4 separate regions of the Mus musculus genome follow, and regions 1, 3 and 4 are each linked to region 2. The links are chromatin contacts, called in public HiChIP or PLAC-seq maps. All regions are on one chromosome and are shown on one strand. The core of a region is the stretch at or near the end of the contact, and the rest is flanking DNA. Distances in the headings are between cores, read along the strand shown. Region 1 overlaps Cpne2 (copine II). Region 2 has its middle 11 kb from the start of n-TLcag4. Region 3 has its middle 5.1 kb from the start of Gm38555. Region 4 has its middle 21 kb from the start of Gm30968.

The links. HiChIP or PLAC-seq counts read pairs in DNA pulled down with a chosen protein or histone mark.
Region 1: a contact with region 2 is called in a FOXA1 HiChIP or PLAC-seq map of pancreatic cancer cells. The contact joins two enhancer-like sites. A contact is called at or near these places in 1 of 15 datasets of contacts at CTCF or cohesin (the NIH/3T3 cell line), 5 of 115 datasets of contacts at active chromatin or transcription factors (the 230-238 cell line, embryonic stem cells, microglia and 1 more) and 2 of 9 other capture datasets (adipose tissue and pancreatic islet).
Region 3: a FOXA1 HiChIP or PLAC-seq map of pancreatic cancer cells shows a contact between it and region 2. The contact joins two enhancer-like sites. A contact is called at or near these places in 2 of 39 promoter capture datasets (the SN4741 cell line and liver), 6 of 484 Hi-C or Micro-C datasets (Th2 cells, beige adipocytes, bone marrow-derived macrophages and 3 more), 5 of 115 datasets of contacts at active chromatin or transcription factors (the 230-238 cell line, the SCID.adh cell line, pancreatic cancer cells and 1 more) and 3 of 9 other capture datasets (adipose tissue, liver and pancreatic islet).
Region 4: a FOXA1 HiChIP or PLAC-seq map of pancreatic cancer cells shows a contact between it and region 2. The contact joins two enhancer-like sites. A contact is called at or near these places in 1 of 15 datasets of contacts at CTCF or cohesin (embryonic stem cells), 4 of 484 Hi-C or Micro-C datasets (CD8 T cells, the N1E-115 cell line and embryonic stem cells) and 5 of 115 datasets of contacts at active chromatin or transcription factors (the SCID.adh cell line, embryonic stem cells, memory CD8 T cells and 1 more).

The regions. Positions count from the first base shown.
Region 1 is chr8:94,550,679-94,553,548 of GRCm38.p6, forward strand. Cpne2 (copine II) reads left to right here. Exons shown (of 16, transcript NM_153507.2): 3 at 492-671; 4 at 1,062-1,136; 5 at 2,712-2,783. Gm38555 (a long non-coding RNA gene) reads right to left here. Exons shown (of 4, transcript XR_879111.3): 4 at 1-34. Among named protein-coding and RNA genes, the nearest start is that of Gm38555, 15 kb to the right of the region's middle. Within about 2 kb of position 1,258, at least 125 of the 459 cell types and tissues checked have an H3K27ac peak or open chromatin away from gene starts, as enhancers often do. A contact at or near this core is called in adipose tissue and pancreatic cancer cells, where this site is marked.
Region 2 is chr8:94,713,097-94,716,256 of GRCm38.p6, forward strand. No RefSeq gene overlaps it. Among named protein-coding and RNA genes, the nearest start is that of n-TLcag4, 11 kb to the left of the region's middle. Within about 2 kb of position 1,720, at least 33 of the 459 cell types and tissues checked have an H3K27ac peak or open chromatin away from gene starts, as enhancers often do. A contact at or near this core is called in adipose tissue and pancreatic cancer cells, where this site is marked.
Region 3 is chr8:94,570,843-94,573,866 of GRCm38.p6, forward strand. No RefSeq gene overlaps it. Among named protein-coding and RNA genes, the nearest start is that of Gm38555, 5.1 kb to the left of the region's middle. Within about 2 kb of position 1,254, at least 35 of the 459 cell types and tissues checked have an H3K27ac peak or open chromatin away from gene starts, as enhancers often do. A contact at or near this core is called in pancreatic cancer cells, where this site is marked.
Region 4 is chr8:94,953,963-94,957,137 of GRCm38.p6, forward strand. No RefSeq gene overlaps it. Among named protein-coding and RNA genes, the nearest start is that of Gm30968, 21 kb to the right of the region's middle. Within about 2 kb of position 1,384, at least 98 of the 459 cell types and tissues checked have an H3K27ac peak or open chromatin away from gene starts, as enhancers often do. A contact at or near this core is called in pancreatic cancer cells, where this site is marked.

The DNA.
Region 1 (2,870 bases), core at 8-2,507, 160 kb before region 2:
AGCGAACAGAGTTGACCCAGAGCGAGCAGAGGTCCTAAGAATAAACACATACATAAAATAAACAAATAAATCTTAAAAGAGAGCGAGAGGGAGAGAAAAGGGTTTTCTTAAGTAAAACATAGAAAATCCACACAGTCACAGGCTTTCATTTTACAGAGGAAAAAGCAGGCCCAGATAGAGAGAGGATTTGTCCTCTGTCACATACCAGTCTGGGATGTGGCCTGAGCTCCTACCCCGGTCCCTGGGAATGGGGAGGGTTCATAGAGTCCGAACTGGGCTTGAATCTTGCACCTGCCTCCCTCTGACTTAACATCTCTGATCTTTGGTGTTCTTACCGATGAGCTGAGGCTCATGAGATGTGAGTGCTGGCGGGAGGCAGTGAGGTACCTCAGTGAGTGCACTGAGGCAGCTAGCCATCAAGGGAACCTGGCCACCACGACTCTGCCTCCCATTCCCCCCACTTCCTGCCCCCCCCCCCATCCCTCCACCAGTTCGACAGAACAGAAACAGCCGTCAACAACCTCAACCCAGCCTTCTCCAAGAAGTTCGTGCTGGACTACCACTTCGAGGAGGTGCAGAAGCTCAAGTTCGCCCTGTTTGACCAGGACAAGTCCAGTGCCCAGTTGGATGAGCATGATTTCCTGGGCCAGTTCTCCTGCAGCCTGGGCACGGTGAGCCTGGGGCTCCCGAGTAGAGTGGGGTACCCAAGGGCCTCACCATCAACCTCTGCTCTTGGGGTCAGGCGGGTCTCAGTCAGGATTTTCTGTCCCCTACTTTCCCTAGCCAATCCTCCCGGGCTCCCCATCTGCTACACAGACAACCCCCCCTACGCCCACCTCCCAGGAGCCAACAGGTCCCAGGGGTGTTGTAGCCCAGAGAGTCTGGCACCAGACAGACCGCTCCCACTGAAGGGGCAACCAAACCCAGTGCCAGCTTCCTGCTACCACAGAGAAGTGGGGACAGTGTGATTCATGGTGCTGTCACCACCGTCCTGTGGTTGACCTATTCCCAAGAGCCCCTGATGCCTCCCTGAGTGCTCCTCTCTGCCTCTCCCACCCCAGATTGTCTCCAGCAAGAAGATCACTAGGCCTCTGCTGCTGATGAATGACAAGCCAGCGGGGAAGGGCGTAATCACGGTACCAGACCTCCCCCACCAGCCTTTCACATCCCTTTTCTGTCTCCGCCACCCTCCCCCATCAATGGACTGCTTCTCCAGCAGATAATCACCAGCTTTGTTGGGAGTAAAAAGGCCCAACTTACAACTTAGCAACAGGTCTCTTAGCAACGGGCTCCTGGCTCTACAGATGAAGTACTGGGGGCTGCCTGGCTGGGGGACTGTCAGAAGGCCCTGCATGATGCGGCTCAGGATCAGGGGTCTTCTTATCATGTGGGGAGGGGTGTCCATAGCCCCCACAACATCCTCCCCCACCAATACTAACCCCTGCTGCTTCTCCCCTGGAGAGCATTTCACGAGCACCGGATGCATACAACCGGTTGTCTCAGCACAGTGATTCCAACAACTGTAATGGTTCCCCCCTGCACCTTGCAGTGAAGTGAATCCAGCAAAGTGCAGGCTCTTCCTGTAGATGGGTTGCTTGGTCCTCGGAGGCCTAGGAGGCAGGGCAAACCCCATCTCATGGAGGAGAGACATGATGAGCAAGAGTGTGTTCCTCTGACAAGATTGTCCATACAGCCTGTAACGCGCTGCTGTAGGCACCCCATACTCCTGTGTATTCTCGGGGGCCCTCCCATGGCTCCCCACGACCTTGTAGTCTTTCCTTCAGCTATGAGGACCTGCTTTGCTTCCCTGCCTCCAAATTCCACCCTTTCTCCTCATGCCCCAAGTTCAGGGCAAGCTAAAATCTATAACATGCCTCAAATAGCCCAAGATGATTCCCGGATTCCCGGGCTGTTGATGCAGCCTAAAGGTGCCTCCTAGTGCACACACACACACACACACACACACACACACACACACACACACTCAGAGTTCACAGCCAGCTCTCAGGGCAGCCTCCTTATATTCCTCATATGCCAGCACAGCAACCCCACTCTTGTTTAGGAATGCCAGTTATTCTACTCCAAGCCCATATTCCTTCCTCTGGAAGATGGGACTTGGCACCATCCTATGGTCTGAGTGAAGAACAAGGAGAGAGAAATGGCCCCAGGGCCTTGGCCTGTTGTACAGGGGACAGAAGGTTGGCCAGTCTTAAGGTTAAGCCCATCTTAGAGTGCATCTGTGGGGAGAGGCCACAGCAGGCTTTTGGCAGTTGTGCTGAGGTCTGAGGGCGTTGGCTATGGGGAAGACATGTGTGTGCTCCTCGTCCTTCCCTGAACCTCAGTTCACTGAGCTGTGTGCACCTGGCTTCTTAGAACTCAGGTTGGAGAGAAAGAGCTTAGGAAAGTCTATACTCTCTGGTACAGCCCATAGCTCACGCCGGCCACTCCTGCCTAACCCCCACAGTATCTCACTTTCTGATTCCTTGTGACCGTTGGATCATTATCCCATTTCTCAGAAAATGGAAACCAAGGTTTAGAAGTCAAGAGGCTGGTCCTGGGTCACATGGCACTCACTCTCCCTTTTACCCTGCACCTAGCCCTGGAGAATTCCATCCTGGAATGGTGGGGAAGGGAAGGAGCAGACACCCCCACCCCCACGCCCCGTCACCCCACTCCCACCCCCACCCCTTCTCACAGCCACGACCTTTCAGATTGCAGCCCAAGAGCTGTCAGACAACCGAGTCATCACACTGAGCCTGGCTGGCAGGAAACTGGATAAGAAGGTAAGCCAGGCAGAGAGGGGCTTCCATGAACAACAGGGTTTCCCACCACAGAGCCCTGGGGCTCGGTCTCTGGCTCCATCATTTTCA
Region 2 (3,160 bases), core at 470-2,969:
CTATGTAAGATGGCAAAACTTTCTGTTTCAGGCTGGCTCCCTTCTGTGCGTTAGTCAGAACCTATAGCACACTATTATTAAGGAGGTTTTTCCTTTGTTAACCCCTAAGTGTGCAGAAGATTCCTCACTGGATGGTATATTAACTCTAGAACACTTCCATCTCATAGGTCTGGTAGATAAAGCTTTCCTCCTCAGGCTTGGGGGTACCTTTACCCACTGGTTACCTTCCTGGCCCTAGACACTTTATGCAATAGAAAACTTCTAAGGTCTGTGCTAAGCATTTCTTATATATTGCTGTCTCAAAGCAAGGCTGAGAGACAGAGAACATCTGGATCATTTTTTAAATTTTATTTTAGTTTTAAGTTATTTATTTGTATGTGTATGTGCACATTGCATGGGTGCCAAGGAGACAAGAAAAGCTTAGAGCCCCTGGAAATAGTCTCAGGTGGTTGTGAGCTTTCCAGACTCCAGACCTCTGGAAGAAGGGGCAGCCATCTTAACTGTTGAGCTATCTCTCCTGCCACAAATCTGGACCATTTTTCAAACCAGGAAACTGAAGCTTGGAGTCTTGTTTTGTATTGTTTTTTTTTTTTTCAATTTTTTATTAGATATTGTCTTCATTTACATTTCAAATACTATCCTGAAAGTCCCCTATACTCCTCCCCCCATTTGTATTGTTTTTAAAGTTCCCCTAGATCTCACAGTTAGATAGTACTAGAAGTAGCAATCACAGCAAGTTGGTCCTGCTTGCTCAGACTAGGCATTCTCTTAGACCTTGATATTAGGTCTGATCTTGGGCAGCTTCGTGTTCCTGTGTGCATCTTGATCAGAGAGGCTCAGCCCAGACACATAGCTGCTGGGGCTGAGTGCAAAGTAGAAGATGCGTTAGGTTTGGGGGGGATCCTTAACTCGTGCCAGATGCCTAGTGCATAGTGAAGAATGAAGCAGCTGCAGTGTGTCCCCAAGATACTCAGGACTTTTTATCCATGCAGTGGACTTGAAGCCAAAAGAAAGCTTGAGGGGGCACCTAAATGAACTGGCTTCCCCTGCCTAGTCATTCCCTTTGAGTTGAATTTAAAATGGCCAATCTCAGGGGATGGCAAATGTGTCTGCAGCATGGGCAGAGCTCTGATGACCTCCCTCCTGGTACCCTTTCCCATTTCCTCAAGGCAATAGATATCCCAAATCCTATCTGCAGATTCGATAGTTGTCTTCACGCCTCCACAATTGACCACCCCATAAATAAAACTTTCTGATTTGCAACACTTGGTCAGTGGTTGGTACACCATGCAGCAAGCAGTGCAGAGCCAGATGTGGTGATGGTGTGAGCCGACAGTTGCCCTAGACCGTGGGTTCCCCAAGTACTGAGCAGCAGTTGCATGTCTTTTATGCTTCGCTTGCTCATTTTCAAAGCATCCCACCAGGAGAAGTTCTTCCATCTTACAAATGAGGAAGAAACCGTGGCCGAGAGAAGTCAGGTGTGACAGCGTGAATCTGAAGCTTTGGGGCTCCAGCCTGTTGACCTGTCTCCCAATCTTAAGAATCTGTGACTGACAGGGTAAATATACAAACACCATGTTGGCTCCTCTCAGCTGGGCAGTTATTAGATCGCTCAATTCAAGCCTGGGCAGGAAAAGTGGCATTTGAATACTAGCCTTTTATTACCCACAGCAGGGAAGTGACTCAAACATTGCTGTGGGACAGACTTGGGATCCTGGAAACTCCCAACGATCCAAAAAGCAGCTCTCAAGTCTCTGGGCACAGAGCCATCAGCTAAAGGATAGTCCCAGGTGATTCCCCTGTGGGCAAAGAAGGGGCTTCTAACCACAAGGGTTGTGTTGGCTAATATTGATGGTCAATTTGACAGAATTCAATCATCTTGGGAATAAATCTCTCGGTAAGTCTATGAAGGAGTTTATGCATTACATTAATTGAAGCAGGAAAACCCATCTCAGATATAGATGGCACTGTACCATGCCTGAAGAAAAAGGAGGCAAGCCTGGCACCAGGAGCCCTCCCTCTGCTTCCTGGCCTGGGAAACAGAAACAAAACCCCTGCCTTTTCTATTAGATGGCTAAATAGAACAAAGGAAGTTCCATCTTTAATGGGTAAATAGGTTGGAGAGTCAGCCCTGGTCTCAGGCCTGGGGTTACTCTTCCTGAGATCCACCCTATAAGTTTACTCTTCCCAGTAGGGGCCTGCCAATTCTGAATTGGCTTCTGGGTTTAAAGGGCCAGGTCCTAACAGGAACTGGTAAAAGACACCATCTGAGGGGGGTAAAAATCCCTCTTCCAGTTAGTATTTGCTCAAGATCAAAGCATTTGCTCAGAGTTGTATCCTGCTCTGGAAAAATACACTTTGCTTATCAACTGTGCCACTTTTAAGTTAGCAGATTATGGCAAAAAGAGTGTGAAGCCAGCTCTGACCAGCCAGAGTGAGGGACAGGACCTCTTTGCATTAGGAATAAAAACCCACCAGGACTCCTGGTATATGGGCTTGCTGCTTTCACTGCATCTGTGCACCCTTCTACAGAGGTGCCACGATGCTTTGCTGGGGTGCTTTGGATTAATGGCCGTTTCATGGCCATGTTCCTAAGATTACCCACCCTCAGACCCATTTTAAACACTGACTATGGATTCAGCGTTACCTCATACTCTCAAATCTGGGATGATGACTTGAACCCTCAAACAATAAGTTCAGATAAACCCTCCCTTCCTTAACTTGCTTTTGTTAGGTATTTTGCTACACCTACAAGACAAGCAACAAGGACCAAGCTGAGAAAAAAGCCTCACTTCTGGAGCCCTAGCAAAGGAGAAGCTGAGGCAAGAGGCCAGCATTTACCCAAAGCCCTGCCGATGGCCAGTCAGAGGTGGCAAGCCCCAGCCTGGCACCCTGAGTTCACTTGGCACTGGTTTTAACATGTTGGAGGCTAAGGCTGCGAGGTGGACGTGGCCCACAGCCTGCCTGGAAATACTCCTAGCCCCATGGGGAGTGAAGTCAAATTGGAGGAATACCAAGCACCCTGGGATTCTGCCTGGAGTGTGTGCTTTCTTTGGGGATACAGCAGGAAATGCTCTTGGATTGGGTCAAGAAAGAAGTGTTTTGCTTGGAAGAGAAGGTAGGACAACATTGGAACAGAAAACAAGAATAAGATGCAAGG
Region 3 (3,024 bases), core at 4-2,503, 140 kb before region 2:
AAGCCTGGCCCCAGCCCCCTTCCTTGTTCCTTTCCCTCCACACCCATATTCTCTCTCGGAGTTCTAGGCCCTTTGACAAGCAGACGTGACTAACAGGGAACATTTCTACTTTGTACCACGTTTCTAGCTCCCATGCCAGCACTGTTTGTGAACCTTCCACAGCCCTACCATGCATGATCTTGCAGAAACGGAAACACACCAGGCCTACTAGACAGGCAGAGTGCGGATGGAGGTGTGGTTACCATCGTGCACGTATATCCTACTACCCCAGCATCTCCCTTAGCATCTCCAAAGGGCTTTCCCGCTCAAGCTGCTAATGACCTCACACTGTTCTGTGGACACTAAGCCTTCTCTGCCTTCTTCTCCAGGGTAGTCCTTCCTAGCTGCTGGAAATGGTCAGCACTAGGTAGGTCCCAATCTTAGGAGCCATGGTGTATATGGTGGAAATGTGAAGCAAATTTCTGTGGCCACCAAATGCTTGCTTTTTGTTTTTGAGACATGATCTTACTATGTAGCTCTGGCTGCCCTAGAACTCACCATGCAGACCAGGCTGGCCTTGAGCTCACGAAGATCATCTTGTTTCTGTCTTCTGGTAGCTAGGATTGAAGATGTCTGCTATCACACCCAGCTACTAATTGGCTTAGCAAACAAGGGAGTCTAGTGGATATAGTTTCCAGGTAGATGACTGTGTACTGTTGGAGTCAGTCTCGTAACACACACACACACCGAGAAGGCCAGCCTTTAAAAGGCATAAATAATAAAAAAAAATCTGGTTCTGTCTTATAGCAGGACAACCCAGATAAGTCACTGGGCCTCTGGGAATGTGGGGTTCCTCTATAGAATGTATAGAAGGGTTGGCTTCAGAGTGCTTTTTCAGAATGAAAAACAAGTCCACTAAAATAATGCAGTGTATCCCTCCAACAGCTTGACCTGTACAGAGCAGGCCTCAGTGGTGTCACAGAAACAAGAGTAGCCTGTCTCCCATGGGGCTTTTCTGTGTCTCTCCTGATGCTGGCAGGTCAGGACTATTAATGCTATTGCAACTCCCCCTGAAACCATTCTTCTAGCAGGTAGGGGAACAATGCCAGCCCATGACAGAGTCATTAGGGTGTGACTGTGCAACTTGTGACTACTAAAGTGTTGATGAGCATCATGCACCAAGTACTCAAATTCCATTCTAGCATGTATAACTGGGCTGGGCACGACAGGATGCCAAGAAGCCACCCAAGTCCAAATGACTGTTCACTGCCACTGAGCTTGCTTGCTTTCCTTTTCCTGGAGGGGCCTAAGATGACAGCTGAGTCACATACCCACAGCAAGGACATTTGAGCCAAAGAATCCGGTGTGCCTAAGCAATTAACATTTAGCTAACAGGAGCTAAGGCAGAAGCTGGTGGAGCTGACAACCAGATCTGACCCTTCCAACATGTCAGTGTTTTAGTTACAAGTGGGGAGTGCCAGAACCATACAAACCTGAGTGCAGCATGTTAATGCACTCAGGATACTCTACCCAGACACTGGAGGCTTCTAATCTAGGTGGTTTGTGTATGACTATAGGAAGTTGGTATTATTCCCTTTTCCTAGGTGAAGGACCTTGTCTACCTGTAATGAGATCACCATGGCATATCTATGGAGGGTGGAAGGACATAGCTCTTAAGGGGCTGGTCCAGGCAAACCAAGCTTTTCTCTTAAGTGAGGAGCTGACCAAAAGGGAAGAATTCAGGAGAGCTGGGAAGCAAAGACCCAAAACAAACGAAACAAAACAAATTTGGGGGTGGGGCTCTGACAAGGCACCTTAGTGGGTGCTCGTGTGTGCGTGCATGTCTTCTTCCTTTTTTTTTTTTTTTTTTTTTTTTTGAGACAGGGTTTCTCTGTATAGCCCCGGCTGTCCTGGGAACTCACTCTGTAGACCAGGCTAGCCTCGAACTCGGAAATCTGCCTGCCTCTGACTCCCAAGTGCTGGGATCAAAGGCATGTGCCACCACTGCCTGGCTGTTCATGCATTTCTTACTTCAGTCTGAGGAACTTTCTGCTGGGTCCTGGGACCTCTGGAAGCTGTGCAAGGCAGGATGTAAGCTACCTGTCTAGGTCTAGTCACATCAGCCTCCCAGATTTGTATAATAGGTGACTTGATTTCAGGTCCCTTTCCTCCTCAGCCATAGAAGCTTCAAGTAGACAAATGTCAGGAAGAGACGGAGGGCACGGGACATTGTCTCCCAGAGAGAGCTGGCAACAGATTGCTGCTGGCTTTCTCCAAGAGGTCTCAGAATCCTAAGAATTCTGCCACCCGAGAGAATGTACAAGGAAAGAAACAAACCCCAACCATCTGTTCTACTTTCTTAGCCACTGGAAAGTCCCAGGAATGTAGGCAGGATATCTGGTGGGACTGGTACATAGATCCCCCACCAGAGGTCAACGTGCGCAGAGGGTCAAGTGCTGTCTGTGAAATGCTGTTTGCACAGAACCTACTCGGGCCTATACTCGGATCCCATACTTTCCGTCATTCCTAGCTTACTTGGTTTATAACAATTTACGATGCCTGAACGGTGATATGCTAGAAATTGTTACACTCACGTATTTATAGGGAAGAAGAAAAGTCTATATATACATGGTCAGCACAGAGGGAATCTTTCCTTCAAGTATTTTTGGTCCCTGGTTAATCTGATCCCCAGGAGAGACCTGCCAAGGTACACAGATGACTGTGTTCTGAGGGTCAAAGTGGGTTTTCCTTCTCTCTCTGCTCATCCTGCTTTCCTTGGTTGGCCTGCTTTGCCACAGAGGTGGTGTTTCAATTACAGGCTTCTACACCATTTAGGCACAATGAACTACGGTAAAAAGGCCACCAGAAACACCAAAAGCAGACGTCACAGTTGGGTGTAGCGGCACTCGCCAGTGATCCTAGCACTCAGGAAGCTGAAATGAAAGGATGGTAAGTTTGTAAGCCAGCTTGGGCTACACAGTAGACTCTGTCAAAAAGAAAAGAACCCCAGGACTGCTCAACACCATCAGCTTCACGTGGTGGGAG
Region 4 (3,175 bases), core at 134-2,633, 240 kb after region 2:
CACCCCTGCAAGAGGCTCAGCTAAGGCCTGCCTATGGAAGTGTGGGTGACTTGGGACAAAGCAGGTTAGTTGTGCAGAGTTGCCACCACTACAGATACTTCTTCTCTGGGTTTGCTACAGTCAAACACAGGACAGGAAATGGATATAAACTCAGATGTATCTCCTGTGAGGCTGTGCAGCTGGCTGAGACAGATGCAAAAACAGAATTCACTGTGATAAGTGATGGAGGGAGGGGGGCGCTTGGGAGCCAGGTCAGGGAAGAGAGCAATGACTAGGTCATTTCTGGCATTTTAATGCTGAGGCAGTGACAAGCAGTCACAACAGCCAACGTAAAACCAAAGGGTGAGGAGCAGAATCCACGTTACCCTCTCACTCAGGCTCACACTAAAGCCCTGTGGTGCCACAACCCTCCTGTAAGCATCCCGGAGCTACTGAACTCTGGACACCAAGAACACCAGCCCAAGCTGTGCCTTGTGGGGTCCAGTGAGGACTGACGAAGTGGGAATGGCATCTTGGAACTCGGCCACAGTCATTGTAGTCGCAGACTCTGACAGAGGGGCACGTGGCCACACAAGCTGCATGGCAGTTACAGCATCCTCACAGACCTGCCATGCAAGGGACTGTAACAGGAATCCCAGCTACCTGGGACCAGAGCCAAATAATACCACAAATGACCACACAAAGGCAGAAGGTAAGAACGGACTCTGACCTCCACTTGCATCCGGTGGCTTCTATGACCACCCCATGCCCACACACATCATCCCTACAACACACACATTAATAGAAAAAACAATTAAAGTAACGGCAAAGTACAAATCCCCAACATCGCCCACAGGGAGAAAAACGGCTTCTGTGAATGCTTCAGCTGGGTGCCTTCTGCACAGCCAAGACCAGGCAGTCTATGGGGAAGCACAGACACACAACCGAATCTCTCGAAACATGCAAAAGGAGGTTTGAATAAGAGTAGCAGCCTGAACTTCCTCAGTCTGGAAACTGCTTGCTCCCAGAAGAGCCGTTTCTATCAGGGTGAAGGTCAACACCTCTCTGGTGTGACGCCCACTCCTGTCACAGGGCTCCTTATAGCTGGAATGGAAGGGCTCAGTCGACAGGACAGGGAGAAGGGAAATACAAGGGCAGGAACCCTAAGTGGCCCACAGTTTCCTCCTCTTTTGTAGGAATGAAACTTGGAGTATGAGCAAATATTTAAACAGTGAGGGGGAGAGCACTAGCGATTAGTGATGAATCATTTAGAAAGGGACTCTCTAGGGGTCGGAGAAATGGCTCTGTGGTTAAAGGCACTTGCTTCTCTCCCAGAAGATAGGAGCTTAGTTTTAGTTCCTCATAGCCACATTGGGCCGCTCCAGGTGCTCTGGCACCCTCTTCTGGCTTCTGTGGGATCCTGCGTTCATGTGGCACATGCGTTGCTCATACAGACGTATAGGCACATATATTTTAAATTAAAAGTCTTTTAAAAACCCAAAGAAATAAGAAATAAAAATGGATCTGTGTGGATGTTTAAAAAGGCACACCTTTAGTGGTCCTTTGTAAGTCCTTTGCATGACTTGATGTCCTTGGGTGGAAGTGACTGTTGCATTGAGAGCTCTCTACTCAGGCAGCCTCTGACCTTGGCTTGCCTTTCATATCATGCTATCACCAAGCAGTCCTAGTGTCCCATGACCACTGTTCTTAAAAGATGTCATCAGGGGTCCTCACTGTCTGGGCTGCAGTGGAAGGTTGTTTATGGTCCCCCTGTCCCAGCACAGACTGCTTGAACTTGAACTTGAACTTGCTGTGTAGCTGAAGCAGGCTTTAAACTCATCCTCCTGCTTCCACCTCCCAAATGTAAGGATTACCCTTTATTTATTTGTTTTCATTTATTTATTTATTTATTTATTTATTTATTTATTTATTTATTTATTTTTGTTTGTTTGTTTTAAGACAGGATCTCAGTAGGTAGCCTTGACTGTCCTGGAACTCACTATGTAGCCTGGGCTAGCCTTGAACTCACAGAGATCTGCCTCTGTCTCCCGAGTGCTGGAACTTGTGAGAGAATATGCAGGGTACATATATTGTTTAACAAAAATAATCAGCAAACCACATGTCAGCACCACCCTTGTGAAGAAAGAGGTGCCACCCTGGCAGACTCTGTCCTCTTTCCACAATGCCCCTGCATCAGAGCGGAGCATTGTTTCAGTCTTTAGAAAAGTCCCCCTGGTTTTATATCAACTTTGCCACCTGTGTCTACATTCCTAAACCATGAAGTATGGCTTTGCCTGCTTGAGAAGCCTCCCTCCCTCCTCCCCTCCCTCCCTCCCTCCTTCCCTCTCTCCCTCCCTCCCTCCATGCCCATCTCCCTACTGTACTGGGGCTTTGTGCATACTAGGAAATGCTACCATTTGGCTATAACCACAGTCCTATTTAGAAAGTTTCTTCTTTTGAAGTCCTCTTTTCCCAGGTGTGTCAAGTTGAAACCAACATTAGCCAACACACACACACACACACACACACACACACACACACACACACTAGAAAACCTGCCCAGTGCTTTGCATGTGGGTTCTTTTGGGGTTTTTTTATGTACTCAGAATATCTTGATGAGGGATGAAGCTGATTTTATCTTCTCGGGTTTTTTTCTCTTTCTTTCTTTCTTTCTTTCTTTCTTTCTTTCTTTCTTTCTTTCTTTCTTTCTTCCTTCCTTCCTTTCTTTCTTTCTTTCTTTCTTTCTTTCTTTCTTTCTTTCTTTCTCTCTCTCTTCCTTCCTTTCTTTCTTTCTTTCTTTCTTTCTTTCTTTCTTTCTTTCTTTCTTTCTTTCTTATCAGTCCTTTATTGTTTTGTTTTCCAGCACTATGTGTGTATGTGTGCATGTGTGTATGTATGTATGTGTGTATGAATGTATGTATGTATGTATGTATGTATGTTTATGTATGTGTGTGTATATGCATGTGTGTATGTATGTATGTGTATATGCATGTGTATGTGTGTGTATATATGTATATGTATGTATGTAGTGTATATATGCATGTGTGTGTATATATGTGTATTATGTATGTATGTAGTGTGTATGTGTATATATATGTGTATGTATTATGTATGTATGCATGTGTGTATTGTGTATGTAAGTGTGTATGTGTATATGCATGTGTGTATGTATGTGTATAGGCATGTGTGTACGTGT